Linked DNA regions of Mus musculus: all the other regions are linked to region 2. A link is a contact called in public Hi-C and promoter capture Hi-C data. All regions are on one chromosome and are shown on one strand. The core of a region is the stretch at or near the end of the contact, and the rest is flanking DNA. Distances in the headings are between cores, read along the strand shown.

Region 1 (3,788 bases), core at 77-2,576, 330 kb before region 2:
GAGCAGTTTCTTCAAGACAGGCCACACGTGTTTGTTCCTTTTGGAATAGAAACAATTTCTCAACACTGTGGAATAAGATAGTATTGTCCATACCTAGAAACACTGACAAGTTATTGGTATGCATACGCCTCTCCTGAAGTTATCTTAGAGTGTGAGTCTCAAGTTTCTCTGGCCATTTCGATCCAACAGCCCGGGTGTGGGAAGCAGGCACAGCAGGCTGACACAGCTGCTGTGGCCACGCTGACTGTGTCTGGCTGGGGGCCATTTGAGTCTGCATCTGGAGATGCAGAGCATTGTGGAGAAATTTTTCTCTGCAGAAAAGTTTCCAAGTGGATAACTACCAGCTTTCCCTTTGGTGACTCCCCTCCCACTCCATCCCGCCCTCATCCCATCCCCCACCCCAGGATCTGAGAACAGATCCCAGGACCTTTTGCTTGCTAAGAAAGCACTCTACCTCTGAGCTAAGTCTCCAACCCTGCCCTTTGGCAACTTTTCCCACTTTCTACCTTAGGTGTCCTCATCTCTGTCAAACTGTAAGAAAACTTTTGTAATGGGTTTGAAGATACAGGGTAAGGCTAGTGGCTATAACCAGTTTATCCTTATACCCAGAAACAGGCCGGGCTTGTTAATTTTTTTATTTGTTTTATGTATGTGTGGTTTGCCTGTGTGTATGTCTAGTCTGTGTCCCACGAGCATGCAGTGCCCACAGGGGTCTGTGGTATCAGAAGCCCTGGAACTAGAGTTACGGGCAGTTGTGAGCCATGATGTGGGAGTGGAGACTTGAACCTGGGTCTTCTAGAAGCACAGCAGTGCTGTCAAATGTTGAGCCCCTGCTTCCAGTTTATTTTTTATGCACAATGGAAAACAGACAATAATTTCTATCTCTTTATGGCACTAAAGGACACATGGATTATATTATTGACTAAAGTTAATCTTCATAAGCGACTCCTCTGTCGAACGCCATACAATTGTATGAGAAATGCTGTGTCTGGATGCAGAGATTTATTTATTTATTTGGGGTTTTTGTTAGTTTTTCAAGACAGGGTTCCTCTGTGTAGCCCTTACTGTCCTGGAACTTGCTTCATAGTCCATGGTAGTCTTGAACTCACAGAGATCTGCCTGCTTCTGCCTCCTGAGTGCTGGGATTAAAGGTGCACACCACCAGGCCAGCCAGAGTTTTATTTTTAATAGATAAGCTCTAAAGTACACACTTTCCTTCTCCTTTCCATCCTCTGTAACTGCAGTTCCTCTTTGTCTTAGTTAGGGTTCTGTTGCTGTGGTGAAATACTATGACCAAAAACAAGTTGGGGAGGGAAGGGTGTATTTGGCTTGCACTTTCATTTGTGGTCCATTACTGAAAGGAAGTCAGGGCAGGAACTCAAACTAGGCAGGGACCTGGAAGCAGAAGCTGATGTGGAGGTAATGGAGGGCTGTTTACTGGTTTGATCATCATGGCTTGCTCAGTCTGCTCTCTTATTATAGATGGGAGGAGGGTGGCCCCACCCACAATGGTCTGGGTCCTCCCCTATCAATCACTAATTAAGAAAGTATGCTTGCTGGGCAGTGGTGGCATACGCCTTTAATCCCAGCACTTGGGAGGCAGAGGCAGGCAGATTTCTGAGTTTGAGGCCAGCCTGGTCTACAGAGTGAGTTCCAGGAGAGCCAGGGCTGCACAGAGAAACCCTGTCTAGAAAAACAAAAAGAAAGAAAGAAAGAAAGAAAGAAAGAAAGAAAGAAAGAAAGAAAGAAAGAAAGAAAGAAAGAGTGTTACAGTCCCATACCGAGGCAGTTTCTCAGTTGAGGTTCCCTCTCTTCCGATTACTCTAGCTTGTGTCGAGTTGACATAACAATAGGCAACAAAGAATTCTTTTCTTAATTCCTTTGAGCCAGGTGAGAACGGCTCCCATAAGCTTATATTTTTGTACACTTGGTTCCCCAGTAGGTGGAAGAGTTTGGGAAGGATTGGTGTGGCATTGTTGGAGCAGGTATGTCATTGGGGCGGTGCCTGGAGTAGTGAGTTTTGAGGTTTTAAAATCCCATGTTATTCCCCATTAGCCCCTCTACCTCTCTCCGTCTGCCTCAGGCTTTGTGGATAAAGATGTGAGCTCTCAGGACCTGCTCCAATGCCTTGGCTGCCTTGCTGCCGCCATCTTCCCTAACGTGGTAGTCATGGACTGCCCAGCTTTTCTGTGGGCTCTGGGGACCCAAACTCTGGTCCTCACACCTGCACAGCAAGTGGCTTCCCTACACAGTCACTTCCTGGTCCACCAAAGGAGACTTGGCCTTACTTCCATCTTCTTGCCTACAGAGCTTCCTCCTTCCTTTTGACTGCCTCTCAGGATGTCACAGTTTCGTAACACATGGTTTCAACAGTGTCCTCCTACTATGGGTATTTTGACTGACTCCAAACTGTGGCAATTATAAACAGTGCTACCATAAACAAACATGTACATATGTCAACCTAACCTTGGGTGTGTCGTCTTTTTTATTTATTTTTCTTTCAGGACAGAACCTCAGACCTCCTGTATAGGAGGAAAGTACTCTATCACTTAGCTACATCCCAGACCTTGAGAGTATATTTGAAATAAACTTGTAGAAGTGGACTTTGTTTTCTTGTATAAAGGGGTATATGTGCTTAAAATTTCTTTCCAAGATTTTTGTTTGTTAGTTTTGTTGAGTTTTTTGTTTGTTTGTTTTTTGTTTTTTTGAGACAGGGTTTCTCTGTATAGCCCTGACTGTCCTGGAACTCACTTTGTAGACCAGGCTGGCCTCGAACTCAGAAATCCTCCTGCCTCTGCCTCCCGAGTGCTGGGATTAAAGGCGTGCGCCACCACTGCCTGGCTTTTTTTTTTTTTAAAGATTTATTTATTATATGTAGCTGTCTTTAGACACTCCAGAAGAGGGCGTTAGATCTCATTATGGATGTTTGTGAGCCATCATGTGGTTGCTGGGAACTAAACTCAAGACCTTTGGAAGATTAGTCAGTGCTCTTAATCTCTGAGCCATTTCTCCAACCCGAGATGGGGTCTTAATAGAGGTCTTGTAGCCCTGCCTGGTGTAGAACTTGTTATGTAGACCAGGCTGGCCTCAAGCTCTCAGAGATCTACTTGCATTTGCTTCCTGAATGCTGGGATTAAAGGTGTGAGCCACCATTCCTGGTCTTTCCCCAAGGCTTAAAGTATTATTATATTTGAAAAATAATGCATACTATAATTAAATATGTACATAATATAGACAGGTACCAGGAAAGCCCATCTCCTGACTCTATGTCCTAGGTTTCCTTCCCAAAGATCATCAGTGTGTGCATAAGTCTACACATAACACATGTATATACACTGGCATGTACATATGACTAGATATTTGACAGCTTTTGGTTTTGCTCATATACCATTCTGTGCCCTCAACTTTTCATTTATATGCTTATTTAATTGGTAGTTTTGTGACAGGATCACACTATAAAACCAAGCTAGAGTGGAGCTTGCTAGGTAGCTCAGGCTGTCTTTGAACTTAAGATCCTTTTGCCTTAGCCTCTCAAGTGCTGGGATTCCAGATGTGTGCCACTATATCCAGATCTTCACCCCAGTTTTCAACTTACTACATCAAGATTCATTACATAACTGTCTTAGTCAGGGTTTCTATTCCTGCACAAACATCATGACCAAGAAGCAGGTTGGGGAGGAAAGGGTTTATTCGGCTTACACTTCCATACTGCTGTTCATCACCAAAGGAAGTCAGGACTGGAACTCAAGCAGGTCAGGAAGCAGGAGCTGATGCAGAGGCCATGGAGG
Region 2 (3,802 bases), core at 1,214-3,713:
GTCATGCCCTCTCATTACAACGCCTGCGCTCTCTGCTAGTTAGTCCCAGATAGGATCTTTACTCCACAGGCCCAGCGTTTGGGCTTCACTCTAACTTAGCTGCTTCCTAGAAATCTCCATGTGTCGGAGCTCCAGCAAACTCCAGGAAGAATGCATGGAACGTAAGCCATGGGTCCCCTAACAGGTTTGGAATAAAAGGTTCATGGTCTGTGTCACAGTAACAGAATTGCCACAACAGTCTCATCAAGTTGAGTAAAGCTTTTAATAAAACAGTCCTGTTCTTTATCAACACCTGCAGATTCTTTGTTAAAGCAGTAGCAAAGGCGACTGTAGCAAGAGCTCAGAAGACAAGGCAATATTGGAAAGTTGTTTTTTGAACAGGTTAAAAATATAAATGTAGAAGATCTGTTTATATATTTTTCTTTCAGAAATAACCCCCCTTCCCAACCAGGTGAAAGGAAATATTGCACTTTCTGCTCTCGTGACTAAGGTGACACGGGTTCCAGAAGAACCTTTCAAGATTATCAGGAACAGTGGGTGGGGTAAGGGCCATTGACCTAACCAGACAGGAAGGAGCAGCCGGGTGCAGAGCCTCCTCAGCCCTGAGCCCAACCGGAGCTCCCCGCCCCCAGCACAGGCAGCTTCGTTCCGCCTCGGCTGGCATCCTGCTCACAGTGGCCATGGCCTCTCTAGGGGTGAAGGGCTGAGCTGGAACAAAGGCTCTGGAAAGGCTGCTCCAGTACTATGCCTAAGACTCCTGCTTTGGGGAAGCTACAGGCTCACTGAGGAGTAGGAATAGCCACCCTCAGAGCTCACATCCACACAGGAAGGCTGGAGGAAATCTGAAACCTAAAGTCTATGGAATGTGCGCTTCAATAATTGGGAACACCAGGACTTGGTCATTTGTCCTTTCCCAAAGCTTTTCACTGCTTCCAAAAAAATCCCCCTTCCTATGTGGACCACTGTGGAGCCAGAGGTCGCTCAGGGGTTGTCCACCACTTGGTGGGGCAGTGTAACAGAGGAGCCATTGGGGAAGGCAGCTGGCCTGTCCCGCCCCTTCAAGAAAAAGGTCAGAAGCTCCCCTTTGCCTTTCACAAAGATGGGACCTCGCCTCACAAAGCGGAAGCCGTACTCTCGAAGGATGACCTGCGTCTCTTCTACCACCTGTACATGGAGAACAGAGACAAAGTTAGAGAAGAGGAAGCCAAGATGGTGGGGTAGAAGCTCAGTAGCAGTATGTAGATACAGCCCCACATAAGGGAGACCCACAGGCAGTCACTTAAGCAGCAGACTACCATTTCATGGCACTGATACAGGTTCAAGACAGTTTAGTTGTTAACTCTACCGAACGGAGGCCGTTTCCACCCAAACCTGAATCTTAAATGTTTTGAGTGAATCAAAGCCTTAGAGGCCTCAGTCCATGTTTCCTTGGCCCTGTGGCACTGCCAACACTGACCTAATGCCCACAGGCAGGAGCCAGTAATATATGGCAAAGCACCAGGCTTCTACTTGTGTTGGACTCCCTGCATTCAAACCAACATGCTCAGTTCTAGTACTGAACATACCTGGATGTTGCCCATGACTCCTGTGGATTCCATCCTGCTGGCCACATTGACCGTATTGCCCCAGATGTCATAGTGTGGTTTCCGGGCTCCAATGACGCCAGCCAGAACCCCTCCTTTGTTCATGCCTAGAGTAGAGGAATGGAGCATGGCCACAAGCCAAGCTTGCATTAGCTTTCCACAAACTACCAATTTCTCTCTCACAGACGATCATCTAACCCCCGCCCACAAGGCTGCTAATAGGAACACCTGTGTCCCTTGGTAAAAATTCCTTCACAACTGTCTCTCAGGACTATAGTGGCCAGCTTCAATGTAACCTTCCTAATACTTCAAACTCCTGTAAATTTGCCCAGTAGTGAGGCCACTCCTCATATGAGTAGCTGGCACAAACCTTGGGGGAGGCAGGTGCGGAAGGGAGTCTGAACTGCCATTGGGAACAGTAGGGATGGGTTTATCTTTGTACTACTCCATTACTGTACATTCTACACATGAACAATCTCCAAGAGGGCAGAACTAAAGGTCCTCTGGCTCCCCTACCAATCTGCCTTTGCTTTTTAAGCCTCTGTTCTGCTGAGGCCCCCAGTGCTAGTGGTGCCTTTACCTATGCGCAACATGAAGTTGTTGAATGACTGGTTGTTGATGTTTGTGAGCGTGTCCTTCATGGCTAATGCAAAGTCAGCCAGGTCAGCCAGGTGCTGCCAGCGCTCCTTGTCTGACTTCTCCTCCTGTGTGAAAGCATGTTGACACTGTCAGAACCAACAGGCCACGACCATAACAACTAGGCAAGTGGCAAGTACGGACGCAAGGTGGCAGGCTGCTAAGGAGGGCCAGCATGTCACCACTGCAGAATTCCCTCCCACATCTGTTTAGGGGAAGGAGGCCCTGTCTCAGCTGCATCCTGTGTGCCACGTGACTGGTCACAAGGCAGAGCTCTCGTTGCTCTGTTTGAGTCTGGTCCTGCGTGGTTCCTCAAGGCTGTAAGCACTTAGTGAACACCTTCCGCTTGCTTGACTCAGCCTCAGTTCAGGAAGTTCCCATGTAAAGGAAGACTAGATGATGCTTCAAGAACCGTGCTTGCTCGTGATTCTCCATCAGGGAATCACACAGCAGGCTCCATGGGTCCACCCGAGCTCAGCAAAAAGACCAGGCAGCAGCAGCAGGGAGACTCCACCGATCCAGAACTGATACAGTTCTTAAACCCTGGGGGCATGGCCCATCGGAATGAGCCCTTTGCACAAGAATCTTCATTAACTTCATCTGATTCTCATTTCCCATGGTCTGCGGGCACGGGCTGCCTCTCTAGTTACTGGGTTACCTTGCTGGAGCTTGTAAAGCCATTGGTGTTGACATCTGGTGTGACTCCTGAAGCTGCCATATAGGTGCTGCCAATAGTTTTGATCTTGGTGATGACCCGGAATTTGGGATTGTCCAGGAGCTGAGGACAGAATTAGAACAACTAAGGAAGAGGAGCGAATGCACTATCAAGTTTGCCCGTTTCTAAGGCCCAACAATGTATCTGAGAGACACTCTCCTATACTGCCTTTGTTCATTCCCTGCTACCTGGGCATGTGAGCCTCAGCCTCAGTTACCATAAACTTAAGTTAAATGGCTAGTTTCCTTAGGTGGTGGAAGTCCTAAGAAAAAGTATGTAGTCAATGTTTAATAGGGGCTTGAGGTAGGAGAGAGGACAATCCTTAGCCCCATGAACTTGCCAGGGTCACCCCAGGATTCTGCCTCAGCCCTCAGACTCGTGAGTTCTAGATGGCCGCAGAAGCCCAGTTACTGTAAAAGACTCACGTGGGAAATGTATAGAACTTGTCTGAGATGTGATACAAAAGGAGCTAGCTCTGACAGGAGGACACTCACAGAGTCAAAATCAGAGATGATCTCATTGAGGAAGCGTAGACACTCGATGCCGCCGTTGTTGATGCTCTCCTCAGTGTAGAAGTCAGCAAAGTTGGGCAAGGAGGCAAACATGACTCCAATCTCGTCATAAGACTGGCTGTACAGCTCCTAAAAAGAGGCAAGGTCAGCCTGGGATACTGCTGTGCAAACGGGAGGACCAGGGTTGAGTGCATGGGGAGTAGAAGCCAGCTGGCTAGTCACACTAACAGAGAGCCACAGGTTCTGCAAGAGACACTCCTTCCACATATTGGGACAAGCAGTAAAGAACCTTCAGCCTCCATGTGAACACATGCATACACGCGTGCATACACCTCACAGAGAAGGTCCAAGCACTC
Region 3 (3,704 bases), core at 582-3,081, 270 kb before region 2:
CTGCAGCCTGAGAATGGCTTAAAGTTAAGACAGAAACTAATAGTTAAAGCTATGGATACAAACCAAATCAACTTATATGAGAGAAGAGGAAGGAAAGACAATTAAACATACCCCCACGCCTCCCAAACACACAAAGGAAAAGACAAGAAAAGTGTTAGTGAAACAAAGTTCAGAGAACAGGTAGAAAGAATGAGGCACAAAACAGGAAGAGGGGAGAGTAAGAAAGGAGGGGCTAGAAACATCCAGTTAGAAAAACCAAGATAAAGTTGATGTGCCCACCACAGTTACACATCAGCAGTTCCTGAAGTCTAGTAGAGACAGGAGGACTGCCTATACTTGGCTCATTTGTAAGCACCAGAGGGCCGGACAATGCACTTTGCACAGGGTAGATGGTATTAGACCAGGAAACAGACTCCACAGGAGTAAACTAAGTAGAGATAGAGACCTTCAAGCACTTCAGCTATTAATAAGGCTGTGGATTGTGCAGGTGGTACTGTAAAGAAGGTGAGGACAGGAGCTAATCAAATGCACTAGGGTACTGACTTTGATAAGAATCAACGGAATGAACACAGGGATGGAAGGATGACTGCATAAAGGAAGGCTGAGTATGGTCTGCTGGCTGCTTTATAACTATGACCAAGACAGGAAGATGAAGGCAGCACAGGGCACTCAGCAGTAGTAGGGTGAAGGTACCTGCTTTGTGAAAGAAGTCACAGGCTGTCTCAGAGAGGGCCAGCGAGATGTCAGGTTTGACTTAGGGAAGGGACATGGAGGACTTAAGGATTTTCACAGGCTGCTTTGGGGCATCCAATGCAGGATGGGAAACAGCAGAAAACAGCATCACAAGTCAGCTAAATGAGGACAAGAACTCAGGGAAACAAAGATGACCGCACAGCACTTCCACGGCCAGAGAGAACAGTGAGTGGTACATTGCAGGTCTTGGGATAAGAGCTGCTTTCCAGATAAAGTGATCAAGGCTCAAGGAGCTGTCCTGTGGCTGCTTGATTCCTCCGGTGACAAGGAACACTACTTTTGAAAGTAGCATTTCCATTATAGAAGAAAAAAAAGGAGGTTAAAAAAAAAAAAGATGTGGGTCCCCCCTAGAGGGAAAAGATCTGTGAATGACAGACATTTTAGTCAATTCATGCAATTGTAGAGCCAGACACTGTCAGTCAGATCTTTTCATCTGCAAAAAGAAAGGGGGCAGATGATCTTTCTTTTCCGTTGTCTAATAGTCTGTGAAATCATCTAGGCAAACCACCTCTCAAATCTTACAGAACACAACACCAACAACAAAAACGAGGCCCGAGGGATGTCTCTTACTCAAAGTAAAACAACTCGCGAGTGGAAACAGGCCCAGGTCAGATTCCTCTGGGATCCCCAGGGCCTTCAGGTTGCTCCCCAACTTTCCCTAAACTATAAAGAACATCTAGAGGCCATAGGTCCCACAGCCCGCTCAGGGACGCTAAGGGACACTCTGGGGTTCGAGGCTTCCTGGCAGCAGAGAGAACTGCCCCGTGGGGAGGGTCCGTGCGGAAAGAGTTCGGGCCTCCTTTCTCACACTTCCTTAAGACTTCGGGCCCCGGCGTGCCTGCGGCCGGCAGAGGGCGCGGGGCGGCTTCACGCTGCGCGGGGCTGGAGGGGTCGCGCTGCCCGGGGCGCGCCGTCGGAGCCAGAGGGCAGCGGGGCTCTGGGCCTGTCCGCGGAGGGGGCAGGGGTGAGGGCGGAGCCGCGAGTGGGTGGGGCGGGGCTCGAGGGCGGGGCGCTGCGGGCGGGGCACGGGGGCGGGGCCGCGAGCGGGGGGGCGGCGGCGGCGGTGGCAGCGGCGGCAGCGGCGGCGGCGGCGGCGGCGGCAGCCGTGGAGGAGGAGAACATGGCGGCCGCGGAGAGCGGCTGAAATGCCTGTTCTTCAGGCCGGGCGAGCGGGAGACTGACGCGATTCACCTCGTCCTGTCGTCCGTCGGTCGGAGCGCGGCCTCAAGCCCTTCGGCTGCAGTTCGCTGCTGTTCCCTCAAGCACAGCTTGTGCCGGGGTGGTTCTGCATCCCCCTGAAGTGGGGGGACTCCTGCTCCGGAGGAGGGGGGCCGGAGAGCCGAGGCGGCGGCGGCGGCGGCGGGCCGCCTGGGCCCCGGGGACGGGCGCCGGGCCGGAGGAGCGGCGGAGTCCGCGGCGGCGCCGCCACAGTCGCGAGTGAGCGCGGCGCCGGGGAGCGCGGCCCAGAGGCGGCGGCGGCGGAGGCAGGTGAGTGGCGGCGGCGGTGGCGGCGGTGGCGGCGGTGGCGGCGGGAGCCTCGCGGTGGGTGCAGCTGTCACGAGCCGCGCGGCCGCGGCGGCCCTAGGGGGCGGGGAGCAGCCGGCGCCCTCCGTCCTGGCTTTGCTTGCTCTGGGACCCATCTCCCGCTGCCACTTTTCTCGAGTTCCCTCGCTAGCCTGGCGCGGCTGCAGGGGGCGGAGGTCGCAGCTGTCACGGCACCAGCTGGGGGCTGCTCGGGGCGAGCGGCGCGCTGCAGAGCGCCGTCCCTGCGGCGCACTCCAGTTGCCCTAGTTAGTGGAGTGCGAGCATCCGCGGAGGGCGCGCGGCCCGGGGCCGGGTGGGGAGCGGGCGCCCGGAGCCGCCGCCGAAAGGGGGAGCCGGAAGTAGGCGCGGGCGCCCCTCGGCCCCGACGAGCAAGCACGGTGACCTTGGCCAGCCTGTCAGCCTCTCTGAATCTTGTTCACTGGGACAGCGAAATGGGGGCGACCTAGGCATGCCTTTCTGTGGGTGCAGCTTTCGACGGCCCCTTTGCCTAGCCTGGCTGCACTTGCCTTTCTCCCTTTGGGACCAGGATTTCGGAGGTAGGAATGGGCGGATAAAGGAGATTTTCCTCTTGCGGCTGGAATTTGGTCCCTTTGGAAGGTTCTGCTGAAAGGACCTAGAAAGACAAGCAGCACACGTTGGTCCAACGATTGTAGGTAGGGCTGGTTAATGGTCAGTGATGGAACTTGAGCTCTCCATAGTCGCTTGGAAGAGACTCGGAGAAACTGGACACCGGGGTCCTCGGTCCTTACCACACCTCTGCGGTGGCTCGTTTAATTTTATTTGTATATACATTAAAACAAAACAAAACAAAACAAAAAGCAGTCACTCCCATGGGCCAGACACCCTGTAGTGTGACGTTGTTAGAGGAAGACGGAGGGATTGACTGTGTGTGACAAGGACAAGCCCAGGTGCTGTGGCTGAAGAGTTTGGTAGGGAGAGAAACTTTAAGCTGGGGAGTACGTTAGCCTTTCTGGCTCCTCTATCCTTATAGAGACACTGAAGAGGCGAGGCAGGTGTCCTTGTGGAGAAGGTGACTTCTCTTTTTTCTCTTTCCAAACAGTTAAGTTTTTAAATGTGAAGTGTGATGTTGGCGAGTAAAGAGTTCGTAGGTGAATCGCTGTCCCAGCACCCGATGATTGACAAGAGAAATGATGGTGATGATTTGTGAAGCATAATGCTTTTACTTCATGAAGAAATCTTTTAAGTGTCTGCATGGCAGTCCTGCAGTGAAGCCCAGACTATGTAGTAAAGTCGTAGGGGTGGATTTCAAGGGTTAAATTTGTTTGAGGTTTGCTTCCTCGCATGGAATTGGTTGGAGGTTAGTCTTGAAGAAAAAAAAAAAAAAAAGAGTCGGCCAAAGGGGCCTCATCTAGCTTCACAGAAGCTGTGATGTAGCAGGAGTGGGG

The links. Promoter capture Hi-C pulls out the DNA fragments that hold promoters and counts their contacts. A called contact is a pair of places that touch in the nucleus more often than the background predicts.
Region 1: a contact with region 2 is called in a Hi-C map of bone marrow-derived macrophages, with 17 read pairs. The contact joins two enhancer-like sites. A contact is called at or near these places in 2 of 15 datasets of contacts at CTCF or cohesin (large pre-B cells and pro-B cells), 14 of 484 Hi-C or Micro-C datasets (the Ba/F3 cell line, the C10 cell line, the G1E-ER4 cell line and 10 more), 5 of 115 datasets of contacts at active chromatin or transcription factors (bone marrow-derived dendritic cells, embryonic basal ganglia, embryonic stem cells and 2 more) and 1 of 9 other capture datasets (adipose tissue).
Region 3: a promoter capture Hi-C map of the HPC-7 cell line shows a contact between it and region 2, with 4 times the contacts expected there. The contact joins the promoter of Ncoa1 here to the enhancer-like site in region 2. A contact is called at or near these places in 16 of 39 promoter capture datasets (the 3T3-L1 cell line, 3T3-L1-derived adipocytes, the C10 cell line and 11 more), 3 of 484 Hi-C or Micro-C datasets (CD4 T cells, myeloid progenitors and pancreatic cancer cells), 2 of 115 datasets of contacts at active chromatin or transcription factors (embryonic stem cells and memory CD8 T cells) and 1 of 9 other capture datasets (adipose tissue).

What each region holds. Positions count from the first base shown.
Region 1 is chr12:4,543,144-4,546,931 of GRCm38.p6, reverse strand. No RefSeq gene overlaps it. Among named protein-coding and RNA genes, the nearest start is that of Gm31938, 21 kb to the right of the region's middle. Within about 2 kb of position 1,326, at least 52 of the 459 cell types and tissues checked have an H3K27ac peak or open chromatin away from gene starts, as enhancers often do. A contact at or near this core is called in bone marrow-derived macrophages, where this site is marked.
Region 2 is chr12:4,209,967-4,213,768 of GRCm38.p6, reverse strand. Adcy3 (adenylate cyclase 3) reads right to left here. Exons shown (of 21, transcript NM_138305.3): 17 at 3,429-3,575; 18 at 2,878-2,997; 19 at 2,164-2,287; 20 at 1,566-1,690; 21 at 245-1,164. The coding sequence ends at 982. It overlaps Cenpo (centromere protein O), which reads left to right. Exons shown (of 7, transcript NM_134046.6): 7 at 1-289. Among named protein-coding and RNA genes, the nearest start is that of Cenpo, 22 kb to the left of the region's middle. Within about 2 kb of position 2,463, at least 36 of the 459 cell types and tissues checked have an H3K27ac peak or open chromatin away from gene starts, as enhancers often do. A contact at or near this core is called in the HPC-7 cell line and bone marrow-derived macrophages, where this site is marked.
Region 3 is chr12:4,475,309-4,479,012 of GRCm38.p6, reverse strand. It overlaps Ncoa1 (nuclear receptor coactivator 1), which reads left to right and starts at 1,831. Exons shown (of 23, transcript NM_010881.2): 1 at 1,831-2,241.